2 separate regions of the Mus musculus genome follow, and region 1 is linked to region 2. The links are chromatin contacts, called in public HiChIP or PLAC-seq maps. All regions are on one chromosome and are shown on one strand. Each heading gives the region's core, a stretch centred on a gene start, on an enhancer-like site or on the middle of the called end of the contact. The rest is flanking DNA. Distances are from core to core; before and after follow the strand shown. Region 1 holds the start of 5730412P04Rik (RIKEN cDNA 5730412P04 gene). Region 2 holds the start of Bex2 (brain expressed X-linked 2).

Region 1 (3,574 bases), core at 118-2,617, 36 kb after region 2:
ATACATGTGCCTTTTCCCCAGCCTTGAGTAGGCTAAACAGACCCACAATAGTTTTACAACCTAGCTGAAGTCTCTGGTCTTGCTGCATTTGTAATTTCCCACAGGAGCAGACTGCCTGCTGAGCTTACTTTGCAACATAATCCAGCTCAAACAAAGGATGGGGTCTGTGGGCTCTCCCTATATAAATACAGTGCTGAATATTAAACTTTGAGGCTCGATCAGAAACTTTTGTCTTGGCTTCATCCTTCTCTCGCACTTTGTCTTTTTCATTTCCAGCCCCCCTTTCAGGTAACCCAGTTCTCCGTGTCTGCTGGACAGCTACACATACATGTCACCAAAACACTGATATACATAAAAAATATATTTTAAAATAATTATTGTCCTCTTTAACAATATCACTGAAGTTTAGTACAATTCCCCATATATTTACAAATAAAAATATATTTATAATAATTTCTTTACAATCATTTTTAAATGTTCTTTCAAAACCATGAAACATTTATTAGCACAATACATGCAAAATATTAATACTAGTGTTAATTAATACTAGTGTTAATTAATACTAGTGTTAATAAAATTGTTAAAATGTTATTTGAAAGTGTCTATTTCTCTACACACTAGAAATAATGTGAACCATTGATTGCTAGTCTGATCTCTTGTGATAGTATTTACTACCTCGCACAATTCCATCCTATGGATGTAACATTCGGTTTTTTACAATTCCAGATTATGGGGAGTGTTCTGAAAATACCTCTGACATACTCATTGGATGGCAATTTAAGAGTGTGAGTATTGCTATAGGGATCATTCAATATGGTTCAGATGGATAGTTAAATTTCAGCATGTGAAATAAGTATAATTTTCCAACCCTTCTTAAAATCATTCTATTTCACAAATGACTTTTAAAAAATATTTCTAGTTCATGTAGTTCAAAGATTAGAAGCAGTCCCTTGGTGTTCAGTCACACATATCAAACTATACAATGTGGACTGTATGTCTTATATGCACAGCTCCACCCACTCAAGAGCTACCTCATCTCCAAGAGTCCCAGAAAATATTCCTGAGTAGATGTGAACAGATAGTGCTTGTTAAGGTCACTTTTATAGCAAACAAAATTCCTCAAAAAAGGAGCATTCTGTTTTGCAGGGTAGTCTCTCAGCTGCCTGCTTCTCCAGCTAGACCTTCTGGTTATGCTTCTCATGTGGTTGCCAACAAAGCAAAGACATTTTATTTTGCTTTCAAACAGGATGGGGGGGGGGCAGGCAGCATGAAAAGGAGAAGAGGAGAGTTGTGTGAGAATAAGCCTGTGCATCACGGTTACCACAGTAACGAGTGAATCAAAGAAACCATGACAACCAGAACATTTCATGAAGACCAAGGTGATCTGGCGAGAACAGCAGGATCCCAGTTACAGGAAAATGCTTAGTTAACCTGTTGGGCTTCTTTGGCTAATTATCGGCTTCCCATCTCAACATCTCAAATGAATATGTGTTTTCATGTGGGTTGGAAGGAGTCAGTATTTTAGTTTAGTTTAGTTTTGCAGTTTTGTTTTGTTTTGATTTGATTTGTTCTGAGAAATGCAGGGGCACAGAAGGGAGGGCTACAAAGAGACAATTACATTTTCTAAAACATCCGGTGAGTCACAGTTGCCATAGAAACCTGATGTCGTTATAGCAACCAATGTGATTTTTAATGGAGATCTATGTAATGCGGCAAGAAAGGCAGATGTTTGGGCTCAGCTGAAGGTATGGATGCCCCATGGTAGTGGCTGAACATCCTTAATAGTTGAAAGACTAAAGGATTTCAGAATCAAGTCAACTGGTTTCTGTTTTAGGACTTGGCCATGCATTGTCTCCTAAGAGAGGTAGTAACCTCTTGACCCCCAGATAATGTGTTGTCCTATTCCAGGTTGTCATGGCCTCAGTTTCCATTTCCAGGTAGATAGTACCTTGGAAGATGGGGCAGGAAATAGTTCTGTTCTCAGTCCAGCTTCCCCATGCTATGAACTGGGTATCATATTTTCTCACTCATAAGGTTCAGGACACCTACTTGATCAGTAGTCAACACCTACTTGAACAATAGTCAATGATCTCAGGTTAGTTATTGAGCTATGTCATTGTTTGCATGTTTGAGATTTTGATATGTATTATTCTATGGTACCATCTTTTCATATTTTTATTACATGTATTTGTATGGGGCAGGGACAGGGACCTGGAACTGATCTCAGGCATTCCAGCTTGACAGCAAGCACCATTACTGGATGAGCCACCTCACCAGCCTCCCATTTTAAAAAAAAAAAATTGTAATGATTTTCATGAAAGTACGAACTTATCAAGTATTCACTAAAGGGGTCAAAATGTCAGATACTCAAATTAAGCAGTTTCAAAAATATTAAAATCATACATATTGGTCTGTTATAATAATAGCCAACTATGTTCTCTAAAACTACACAGATCTCCACACTATCATCATTAATCCCCAGGAAAGGAGGTTTCCTGCTCTGTAGTACTAGCCTCTCTGACCTTCCTAATGCCCTGGACCTCTGTAAGTACAGCACTTCTGTTGCTATAGCATTCATGTACCAGAAACCTATTTAACTAGATTCATGGAAATTCTTTTAGTTAGATTTTGGCATTTTGAACTGTTCTTTTTTATTCACAGTATTTTTATATTTACCTATCTACTGCATATAACAATTATATTTTCTTATTTATTAACTTTGCAGTGATAAAAAAGTTAACACAGAGCCTTCAGCTTATTCGGTACATGTTATGCCACTACCCTTTACCTCCAGCCTGAATCGTTCTTTTTATTGTAATACAGTATGCCAGTACATAACATCCCAATTGATTTTATCCACTCACCTACTTGCCTGCCTTTTTATAGTTTTCAGATTTTCACACTGTTTGAACCACTAATAGAATATATAGAATTTACATTCCAAAACAGTTGTCATTTCACTTTGGATTTTATTTTTTATTTTCTAGGTAAATTGCATGTATCCTTCCTGTGTAACACAGCCTTTTGGTTGATATTTGTACACTATAAAAATCATCACTGCCCCCCCAGCTGTGATGTGTCAAATTCAAATAGTCTTAAATAGCCTCTTGGTGTACTGAGCATGAAACATTTTCCATTTCTCTAGGCCTAAGTCTGTCTTTCATTTTCATCATATTCATCTAAGCCTATGGGTCTAGAACCTTGACCATCCTGGTAAACAGAAGAGTGTTTGACAGCTGTGTCCTAGATGCCATGCAAGCCTCTTACTTGTTTGAGAGATAAAGCCTGTGTAGAATACAGTCTGGTTTTGCATTACCATGTGGACATGTATACATTTTCCTCTCTCCTATTTGTTCTAGATGCACAAGGAAAGTCCCACAGACATTCTTTAATTCCTGTTTTAATGAATCTTGGAATGTTATTCTGAACGAAGCCAGGACTCAGCTTTTACCCTGAATCCTGCTGTGTAAACATGTCTCCCATCTGGAAGCTATGGCACTGGGCACCGGGTGTTTGCACACAGTTTTTCCTCATTTTTTTCTCATGTGAATGCATTGCTGGGTTAACTATGTAT
Region 2 (3,750 bases), core at 917-3,416:
TACACATGTACCCAAGACAAGTCAAGCCAGACAGATCAACCCGCTATTCTCCATACCCAGACACCTTGGGAATTCATTGAACAGAAACAATGTAAAGGTGATCGTTACCAGGGGAGGGACGGGAAAACACACTGTTCTTTGTTTGGATATGAGAGTCTGTGCACCATGACACAGAAGCAAAGCCTCAGGTGAGGGATTGAACGGGATCTGGGATCTCTAGCTCCCTTGTATCAGGAGGGCTGTGTGTATACTGCACACAGGTGAAAGGAATAAGATGAAAAGTGTATTATTACACCATGGGGAAGTGTGCTTAACCAAAACCAAACAGGGGCCCCGAGTTATTAAAATGTTCCCTATGTTATCTGCCTGAGTTCCAGAGAATGAGGCCCAGCAGTAATCACGTGACAATTTCATTCCATCACTTTTCCCTTTGTGTATGGCATATATAGCATATATACACGTGTGTATATGTAGCCTTTAAAGAACTACTAAGATAGCCTTTTAAATCTGCTTTATTAGGTTCACAATATATACTGAGCATCTTCCCATGCAATAGATAAATTCTGCTAACAAAAAAAGAAATGTAAGACTGAGTCGAAAACACAAGTTTCAATTAGAAGCTGGCAGAAGTTGGAGCCCCATGGGGAAACAAGTGACACCAGAAATATTACAACAGTACATCACAAACATGTAAGTTTTGAAAGCAGGGGTCCCCATGTCATCTTCAGAGAAAAGCTCAGGACTCAGGGCATAAGGCAAAACTCATCATGGTGGTCATGATGAGGCGGGTCAGTGCTAACCGCCCGCAGGCTGTGGCTCAGCTGCCTTTCCCTCAGCTTCTCCATGAGCTGTCTCACATCATCCCCAAACCTCTGTACGTTCTCCTCTCTCATCCTTCCCTGGGGCTCCCCAACCCTATGCATCAGGTCCCATCTGTAGTGCACGATGGGCTGCCGAACCCGGAACCGCCTGCGACCTCCTCTAGGCACGTAGTAGTCTCCAGCTTCGAAAGGCAGGGCCACAATCGGATCCCTTTTGCTAGCATCCTGTGGCTTTTCTTCCTTTTCCTCCTTTTCCTGATGGTCATTCTCCATGTTGAGATTTTTCACGCCTTGTTCCACTTTGGACTCCATTTCTCCTAGAAGACAAGAGAAATGTTCAAAGATTCAGCACCGAGGACAGAGGCCCATTTGCCACCATTCACAATCTTGGATGTCCATATGTTTGTTTTTCAAATTTTATTTTTTCTACCTGAAAGGCTCAACACGCCCTCTAGGGGGCCCCCAGTCCCAGACCCTCCCTCCCCACAACCCACCATTTTCCCTGCAGATCTGTTTCCAAAGCTTTTGCAGGCATCAAAATGGAGGATGGAACTGTGGGAATGGTGGGTGGTGGAAGGGGAGCTGGGAGGTAGAATGAGGGGTGTGGGATAGTAGGTGGGAAGGGATGGATGAGGGGGATATGAGGGGACTAACGCCCATCCATCCCCGTTCAGTCTCCCCACCCCACCCCCACCGCCACTGAACCAACCTGGGCCTATCCCTTGCGGCGTAGTCCTCCTGTCAATTCCCGCTGCCGCCTGGACTCTCGGTTTCCAGTCAATCTGCAGACAGGGTGGGATGGGAAGGACTGGGCGCCGAGCTCAGCACCGCACCCGCCTTCCTCGGACCCACCGCCCATCCCCCTACAGGGCCGCCCACGATCTCTAGCAGCCCCGTCCCCATCCCCGTCCCCATCCCCGTCCCCGTCCCCATCCCCGTCCCCGTCCCCGTCCCCGCTCTCCGGGGCTCGCTCTAGCGCTCTCCGCTGCGGGCCCGCCCAGCCGCCCCTCTCCCGGGACCCCCGCGCCGTCCCCGCCCCTGAGCCCGGGCGTCCCTTCCCGGGCGCAGCCGGGGTTCCCCGCGCGGTGCACAAAGCCGCGGTGCGCGCCCGCCCGTCGCGAGGCTGTCGCCCGCAGGGCCGCGGCGTGCAGGCCCCTTACCTGTCCCGCTCGCCTCGGGCCCGCTGCCAGCCCGCCGCGCGCAGAGGAGCTCCGAGCTGCTGGCCAGACGCTCGTGACGACTGCACCCAAGGCTGCGTCGCTCTGCAGCCCCGGGTCACGTGAGGGCCCTGCGTCACTGCCAAGCCCGCTCCCCCTGTTCGGGAGGCCGGTGCGACAGGAGGCCCCGCCCCCGCCTCCCCGCCGCCAGTGCTCACCTCGGGCCCCACCCGTCACTCATCCGGATCCTCACCAATCTGAGGAACCACAAGTGGCATCACCATCAGGAGGTTGGACATCTCCCTTCCCTGTTACCAGGGAGGGTCTGCACCATGCTCCTTGGTTCAGCAACACCACACCCTCATCCTGGAAGTCCGTTTTCTCTCTTTCCATCTGTATAAATCCCTTCTATTAATTTCTCTTTATTTTCTTTTTAAATGTTAATAGGTCTGAGCCAGAACTAGTGGCCCACTCTTGAAATCCTGGCTGGAGTAGGAAATTCACCATGGATTGGAACCCATATAGATTACACAGTGAGTTTCAAATCAGTTTGGGCCATAGAATGAGTCCCTATTTCAGAACAGTTTTTCACGGCTCAAATTTTGAAAAGTAGAAGATTTGTTTTGAACAAAATGTTTAAAACTGGCAAAGTAAAAACTAAACAAACAAACATGAAAAAAAATGTTCTCCTGTGCTCTGTGCTCGACTCAATAGATTTACTCTGATCATCAATAGTTTGTTTAAATTTTTTCCTGGAAAACGTTAAAAACAGGATCTCTTTGAAAAATGTGTGTATTTAAAATCAGTTTAATGAATCTTAAGAAACAAGTCCAGTTGTTAGAGCATAATAATTTGTTGTAAGCAATCTTTTCCCCTTTAGGAGCCAATACCAAGTATTAATAATTCTGTTCCGTCTTACCCTGTAATTACCATCAGTCTTTAACTGTAGAAAGACTTTTGTTAGCAACTGAAAGTTCCTGGCTATCACTGTGGATAGCTTTAAGGACCTAAGCAAAGGGAGAAAGCTTTGAGGGTTGACAGACCAAAGATGTTATCATCCCTGCTCTGAAAAAAAGTCAGAGTGGGAAGACTGTATGTTTAATATGAATATCGTGTCCTTGAGTAAAAGGCAAGCTGTTGAATGGTTCACTTGTGCATTTCTCATTCTCAAGTGCCGTGTATGTTAGTATGGTGAAATAAAATCAGAACTGGTACCTGTTTTTTTTTTTATAAAAGAGAGAGAGTGAGATTAGGAAGGCATTGGTTTCCTTAACACCAAATTCCAGAGGCCCTCATTTCCTCCATCCAGGTTCCTGTTGTATTCTTCAAAACCACATGGAGAAACCAATCACCGTTGCTTCCTCTTGTGCAATTCTTCCAGAACCCCCCCCCCCAGTTCTTTTTAGCATTGATTAGAGGTCTGCTCTCATATTAGAAGCCACAAAAATATCCTACATTTTTTAGATCCTATGTAAATTACAGAAGGGTCTCTTGGGTGGGGGGAAAGGGGGCTCCCAAGGCTCTTCTCTTTTCACCCAGTTCCAGTAGAATCCTGTCTGGGTTCTGGTTGTTAACTCTTTGTAGCATTCGGGCGAGGTGTGGCTTGCTGGGACCCTTTAGACCACTGAGACAGAAAGATCTAGGTGTGAATTTGTGGCCAGACTGGTAAACATAGCAAGTGCCAGGCCACCTGGGGCTACATAGTGAGATACTGTTATAAAAAAAAAAGCAAGAACAACAAACAAACACAGAGAGATCTCAAGTGAATGACA

Evidence for each region. HiChIP or PLAC-seq counts read pairs in DNA pulled down with a chosen protein or histone mark.
Region 1: an H3K27ac HiChIP or PLAC-seq map of neural progenitor cells shows a contact between it and region 2, with 5 times the contacts expected there. The contact joins the promoter of 5730412P04Rik here to the promoter of Bex2 in region 2. A contact is called at or near these places in 11 of 39 promoter capture datasets (3T3-L1-derived adipocytes, cranial neural crest, embryonic stem cells and 7 more), 2 of 15 datasets of contacts at CTCF or cohesin (CD8 T cells and the NIH/3T3 cell line), 60 of 484 Hi-C or Micro-C datasets (the AML12 cell line, the AtT-20 cell line, ECoMG myeloid progenitors and 33 more), 17 of 115 datasets of contacts at active chromatin or transcription factors (SST interneurons, a beta-TC-6 cell line, bone marrow-derived dendritic cells and 7 more) and 2 of 9 other capture datasets (embryonic stem cells and pancreatic islet).

What each region holds. Positions count from the first base shown.
Region 1 is chrX:136,103,236-136,106,809 of GRCm38.p6, forward strand. It overlaps 5730412P04Rik (RIKEN cDNA 5730412P04 gene), which reads left to right and starts at 1,368. Exons shown (of 7, transcript NR_045424.1): 1 at 1,368-1,635; 2 at 2,454-2,544. It also overlaps a transcript of Nxf3 not described here.
Region 2 is chrX:136,066,070-136,069,819 of GRCm38.p6, forward strand. Bex2 (brain expressed X-linked 2) reads right to left here and starts at 2,167. Exons shown (of 3, transcript NM_009749.2): 1 at 1,982-2,167; 2 at 1,531-1,603; 3 at 496-1,138. The coding sequence starts at 1,133. The coding sequence ends at 744.